Linked DNA regions of Sus scrofa: region 1 is linked to region 2. Evidence: chromatin contacts called from public Hi-C data. All regions are on one chromosome and are shown on one strand. Each heading gives the region's core, a stretch centred on a gene start, on an enhancer-like site or on the middle of the called end of the contact. The rest is flanking DNA. Distances are from core to core; before and after follow the strand shown.

Region 1 (3,248 bases), core at 521-3,020, 49 kb after region 2:
AAAAAAGAATGGACACTTTTTTACTGTGTACATTTTAAAGTAGCACTATCATTTGTTCAATGCGCATCTAAAAGGTGCACTATTTTCATTATGTTACAAATGATAATAAGTATGTACTAAATTTCTAAGTAGGACACAGCTTAGTTTTGATACTTGTGTGATCTTCTCCCCAGAGCAGTTTCACTATTTCCTAAGTACTGTAACCAGAAAATCACAGCTTTCAGAGCCCAGAGCCCCCATTTTTAACACGGGGTCTCCGAGGAGGAAAAATAATAAAATGGCCGATCTCAAACCCCTGCAATCCAATTTTCCTAACTTCTATATCTCTTCCTAAAACCACCTGCCAAACATTAAAGAATGGAGAGGGGATTGGGGGTGAAGGATGGACATCAGTGATGATAGCAATGCTATGCCAACCTTTGTAGGGTTCAAGGATGGGCTTCGGGGAGAAAAAAACAAAAGAAAACAAAACTTGAGATCTGTACAATCTTGGTTTTGCCATAAGCAAAATGAAGAAAATATTTACCCAGTGACTGTCATGTGCCAGGCAGAATGCTGAGGGCTCCTCAGAGAGGATGAAGAAAGTCTCAGTCCTTCAAAAGCTTACTTGCCTTTACCCTCGGGCATCTGTTGCTCGCTGCTGACAAGTGCAGCCATTCAACAGCTGGCCCTGGGTGGAGCAAAGAAAACAGCTTCCACCTACTAAAAAGTCAGCTCAGCTGGCCAAAGTGCAGGTATCAAGCGAAGGGAAAACCAAAACCTCAGACACCTGAGGGGAACTGGGTAAGACTCCGTTGCTGCAGGAGGCAGAACTGCAGAATGTGATGCACGGTTCTCGCTGAGCACCCAACCCCAAATAAGGCTCCTCCCGCTTAGAGAGGCGAGGGGCTGTGGATCAAAAGATCCTGCCGCCTGGGAAAGGCAAATTTGCTTTCCCGGGAACCGTGATGTGGGGGCTGCAAAAAGGTGGGCGGCCGGCTGGGGATCTGTTCCCTGGAATGGAGAAGCAGAGTGGAGACGGAGAGATTCGTGCGCTAGTGAGAAGGGAGGTGGGCTGGGCGAGAGCGCTGGGTGACAGAGACGGAAGAGTCACGCTGCGGTGTAAAGCGAGCCCTGGGGATCCCGCCGAAGACACCAATTTCGGGGCTCTGCAGCAGGGAAGGTGTCTGCGAGGGCACTGGAGGCGGCGCAGGGAGAAGGGTTCACCAGGGACCAGGCACAACAGCCAGACTTTCCTGGGGTAAAGAGCTGGGACGGGGCATCTCTTCCCCGACACACACACACTTACACACACACACAGACACACACACAGACACACAGACACACACACACACACACCCGCCCGACCTCAGGCTGGCCCCGAGCCGCTCCCGTGCGCTCTGCAAGCAGCCCGGCACTGCGGCGGCCACTCACCCTCTGCGCGGGAGCGGATCTCCGACACAGTCCTCCGCATGGTGGGCATCGCGGCGATCGCCGCAGGTGGGTCTTCAGACCGGACTCTGCACCTGTCACGGCGCCCCGCGGGAGGGGGACCTGGCTGAGCCGCTCCGAGCACTCAAAAGCCGCGCGGGCCCAGCCGCCCGCCCAGGGCAGCGCCGCTGCGGGGCGCGGCCCTCGCAAATCTGCAGGGGAAGATAAAGGCAACGAAGGCGGCGGCGTCCGCAGAGCAGAGCGAGCTCTGCCTGCACCCGCGGAGGGGGAGGCTCAGCGAGAGGCGGAGCTCCAGCGCCAGCGCCGGGGGAGGGATCTTCGGGGGAGGGATCCTCGGGGCGCGCGCTCACTCGCTCCAGCGGCAGCGCGACCTGGAAGGCGGGACGGGGCGGGGAGAGACCCTGGAGAGGCCCTCCGCTCCGCCCCTCCTTGGGTCGTACCACTGCTGTGGTTGGGATGGGGACGCTGCGGGTCTCCTCCACCCCAGGCGCCCTCGCTCCACCCCGCGGGTTCGGTTCTCCGGGTCCTTTCTCAACACCTTTCTGATTCTTGCAAGTCTTGGCCAGGGAGGAAGGGGTGCTCCAGCTCCCGCATTCTCGCAATCCCCTCCCCCTACCTTCAAGTAACAATGGAGTGGCCCTTGGTCTGGAAAGTGGGGCTGGGTGTGAGAGGGCAGGAGAGGGGCGAAAGGGGCTGGGCAGCCAAGGGTTAAGTTCCTGCCCGAGCAGTGGAAGAGGGACCGCGTGTGCGCCGCCTTCGTGAAATTCTAGCCTTTCCGCACCTCCAGCAGCCCTTGCAGCCTGAGTCGCACTTGTTTCCTCGCCTGGTATGCGCGCAACAGGCGTTGAAGCCCGGGTCTCTCGGCGCTGGTGCTCCTCCTGCCCGCGGTGCCCCTGCGCGTCTAGGGCCGGCCTCCAAGTGGCCTCCTGCGTCTCGCTAGTGCGTGGTCTGCAGTCTGACAACGCTCTGGACGAGCATTAAAATCAACTATTAGGCCAGGTGGTTCAAATAAGACTTTTGTGGTTTGTGTTTTTGCTTTTAGTCAAACATTGCAGGAAGTTGGGAGCAGTAGTTTTACCTGAAAAGAGAAGAGGTCCTACTATAAAATCCCATAAACATTTTAATTTACCCCATATCCTAGAGATATTTGTAACCTCTTTACCTTTTATTTTGTATACAGAGATCTAGCATGTTATCAAAACAAGCACAGTGTTTTTTACTTACTGCTAATTTCATCTTTAAGTTAGAATATAAGGTTTTATATAGGTTCTGGTTAGCAGTGGAAACGGCAGGAAAGGAGTAAGTTGAGTTGAAGCAATTTGCTTCTCTCATCTTGTGCTTTTCCTCCAGCACCCAGTGGAAAAGGTCTTTAATGTGAACTGCCTTCAGGTCCTGAAGGGAGAGATTGGGAAAAGTTTGAATAGAGAGATAAGCGATTATCCCCAAGCCTCAAGAAAAGAAAAACAAAATAAAATAAAACCTGCTAATAGCATCTTATCTCCATTTCTGGTATGTCCTCTGCCTTCTGCAGGTAACATTTGCTAATCAGAGCCCTGCCCTACGTTAATACTGAGTCAGGCCGTCAATGCATATTTATGAAGAACCCACTCTACTTGGCCCTGATTCAGAGGCCAGGATTAGAACAAAGAAAATGTGTTTCTTGTGTTCATGAAACATTGCAGAGTAAATCAGGATTCAAGATACATGTGTTTATTTCAGTGATGATCTTGATTTATGAGTATGGTTATCTAAGAAATGAGCACACAGACTTTTTAGGATAATCATCACTGGCCCTTTTTATTCCTTCCAGGTCCAGC
Region 2 (3,419 bases), core at 450-2,949:
GAGACTCTAGGGGTGCATCTCAGCAAGCTGAGAATCAGTGATCAGTGACTTATTTAAAAAAAAAAAAAAAAAAAAAAAGAAGAGGTGAGATGTGATCAGAGTGCAAGGGCCAGAAATTTCCTTTTCTCAGAATATTTTCCTTCAGTCCTCCTGAGAATCATGAATCATTTGCTTTTTTCTTTATGTAATTGAGAAATTCCTTGAAAGAAAAAATCTCTCTCCATTGCCCCACCAGTCTTTCCACCCTTCCCTTCAACCAGGCTTCAGATCTCACAGCTTCACAATGGCTCTCCCGTTTAGAATTGGAACTCCAGTTGAGAACTATGAGGTTTTTTTTTTTAATTGAAATCTATTTGATTTACAATATTGCATTAGTTTCAGGTGTACAGCATAGCGATTCAGATTTTTCTTTGCAGATTATAGTCCACCATAGGTTATTATGAGATGTTGAATATAATTCCCTGTGCTATACCAGTAAATCCTTTTTGCTTATCTATTTTATGACTTTGTAAATGCTGGATTTAGTGGGGTTCGCAGTTCTGGTCCTCTCTGAATTCAGCAGCTTTAGGTGGGGATGGGGTTTCCCCTCCTTTGCCAAGCCCAGTTGGCTCTATCGTGTATCTTCCTTCGTCTTCTCATCATCACTGCCCTATTCCCCTTCCCTAATTAATCAAACATCAGTCTGACCTTGGGCCTCACTCACCCCATCCCTCCCCATATAGCTGTCACATTCTTTATTTACAAGTACGGCTGGGAACCTAGCCATACCCTGAATAATTCTCTCCCAAGTTCTTCACCCTGTTTTCAAAAGGCTTCCAAATTATGATCCTAACTTGCCTGCCCATCCCTGCCTCCTGCCGTGTTAGCCAAAATAGACCACGGGTTCCACACCTACCACTTGCTACACCAATTTATACAAAGGACTTGAGCATCCTCGGATTTTGGTATTGGGAGAGTCCTGGAACCCATCCCCCATGGATATGGAGGGATGACAGTATTTGCTAATCCCTGAACATATCTCATGCCTTCCCAGTGCCTCCTTGGTCACCTGCTGCAACCACTCTGACAGCTCTGCTTACTGCAAGTTCACACATCTTTTCAAACCTCTCACATGACACTTCTAAATCCCCCACTTCTTCATTTGGCTTTTATTATTTTTCTATCTTGTATCATAGTATCAGTGAGAATCTTATCTTCCTTAACCAGATTCTAATGTCCTGTAGGGCAAGAATGTGGCTTAGTTTCTTTGCATTTTCTGCACCAGGTTATACAAAGGTAGATATTCAATAAGATTTACTGAAGTGAAATAAAAGTTCTAACTTAGAGTCACACCTGTTTTCCTCCTTTCACTTTAACTATGGCTCTCAATTTCCTCAGAGGGTTTTGCTCCTCTGGGTGCAACTTTTATTTATAGGACAAATGAAAGACAATCTGGGGTTGTAATTCCCCACAAATAAATACCTCCTCTTCATCCAGAGCTATTGCTGAAAATATCTAACAAGTTCAATTTTTAAGAAATCCTAAGATTTTTAAATTTGAATTTGAAGACATTAGAGGTATCTGAAAACATTCTTTAGGCCACATATGTGCTCAATTTTTTAAGCTCACGGAAACAATACTTTTCAAGAACTATTTATAGGTAAATGATGTACATGCAGCAGAATATAGCTTCAGGCCTATGGATGGATCAGATGTAGATGTACCTCCAGGGAGACAAAAAGATTGCACACTGACTTTTTCAATAAGCCAGGGAAGTGGAGCTATTTTAAGTCCTTTCACATGCAATGAACACAACCAGATGGATTCAGTTCTGTTAGTAGGTCATTTCAGCTTGACAAGCTAAAACATATTCAACCCATACAACTCAACATCTTTTTCATAAAGGACTTTAGAGGTGAAATAGCTTCCAGTTGGACATAAGCAACCATGTTATGGTATAATATATCAGCGGCCACCAATTCGACTCTACATCTGAAAAGGCTGATGTAGCTCAGGAAGAAGGTAACAGGTGGAGATGAGATCTGTGCTTTTAGCTATGTGTCTGGTTACAAAGGATTTCATACTGTGCTTTTCTAAATTAAATTAAAACAGCAAAACTGTTTTATTAAAGACTTACTCTAATCTAATACCTACTATATAATAAAACAAGGTAGGAAACAATCTAACTCTAGAAATGGTGGCCCTCATTCAACTACAGCATCTAATCAGGTAACTGATGAGCTGCTAGATGTCACAGGTGTCTCACAGATATCCTCACCTGCGGAAGGTATACATACCATCCTTCAGGGAATATATCTAAACCTGGGATTTTAAAAAATAAAATTTACCTCATTAAGAGTTATTTTTAATTTTAATTTTTTTAGATTCTGAATATATTTCTTAAGTCTGCATCTGAACCCACGTTCCCCAGGCCTCTACATTGTGATTTTATGTGAAACTATGATTCCACTCGAAATACTGGCATGCTAGCCATAACAGCATTTCGATTAAAAAAAAAGTGCCTCTATACAATTTAATACGAGAACTAGCTCAACCACCAAAACAAATGTATATGGGGATTGGCAGTGTGTATGCAGACACATGGAGGAGGGTATACTAAATACTGGGAGTTCATATACTGAGGAAGAATCAGAGAAAATGAAGGTAAGTTTAAAGGCCAGGGAAAGCAGAGTATCCTCAATAGAGCAGTGCTCTGGGGCTTTGGGTAATGGATGTGATAAATGGACATAGTATTGTCTTTACAGGAGGCAGAGCAGAGTAAAATGATGCTATGATGACTTCAACAGAGAAAGCAAAGAGGTGGCAAGAACTTCCACCATGTTAATCATTTTTTTTTTTTTTCCCCATCAGTGCCTATGAAACAGTCTGGGACCCAGTGTTTTGAAAATACCACTTTTCACTTTTCATCTTGCTCACATTCTATCTTAAGTGTTGTGTTCAACTTGCTTTGTGTGTGTGTGTGTGTATCTACTACAGAATTTTGGTTTTACATTTTCCATGATGTAGGAGTCTATACACACACACACACACACACACACACACACAAGATTGTTTTAAATTGCTGGTCTCTTAATTTCAAATGCATTTCCAATATCCTGCATTTATATTCGCTTCTTCTCATAACTGCTGGTTTAGATATTATATTTGTGTGTGGATGGTTTCCTACTTTACTGTATGTTTGCCTTTACCAGTAAGCTTTCCCATTCATAATTTTCTTGTTTCTAGTTGTGGCCTTTTCTTTTCCACTTAGAGAAGTTTCTTCAGTGTCTGTTGTAAAGCTGGTTTGGTGGTGCTGAATTCTCACAGCTTTTGCTTGTCTATAAAGCTTTTGATTTCTCTATCAAGTCTGAATGAGAACCTTTCTCAGTAGAGTATTCTTGGCTGTAGGTATTTCCCTTTTATCACTTAACATATATTTT

Evidence for each region. A called contact is a pair of places that touch in the nucleus more often than the background predicts.
Region 1: a contact with region 2 is called in a Hi-C map of skeletal muscle, with 3 times the contacts expected there. The contact joins the promoter of ATP8A1 here to the enhancer-like site in region 2. A contact is called at or near these places in 6 of 47 Hi-C or Micro-C datasets (epiblast stem cells, heart right ventricle, liver and 2 more) and 1 of 2 datasets of contacts at active chromatin or transcription factors (skeletal muscle).

The regions. Positions count from the first base shown.
Region 1 is chr8:33,635,529-33,638,776 of Sscrofa11.1, forward strand. ATP8A1 (phospholipid-transporting ATPase IA) reads right to left here and starts at 1,771. Exons shown (of 39, transcript XM_021101159.1): 1 at 1,414-1,771. The coding sequence starts at 1,462. It also overlaps LOC100515559.
Region 2 is chr8:33,587,087-33,590,505 of Sscrofa11.1, forward strand. The region is part of intron 5 of ATP8A1 (phospholipid-transporting ATPase IA); the gene reads right to left. Among named protein-coding and RNA genes, the nearest start is that of ATP8A1, 49 kb to the right of the region's middle. Within about 2 kb of position 1,700, at least 2 of the 83 cell types and tissues checked have an H3K27ac peak or open chromatin away from gene starts, as enhancers often do. A contact at or near this core is called in skeletal muscle, where this site is marked.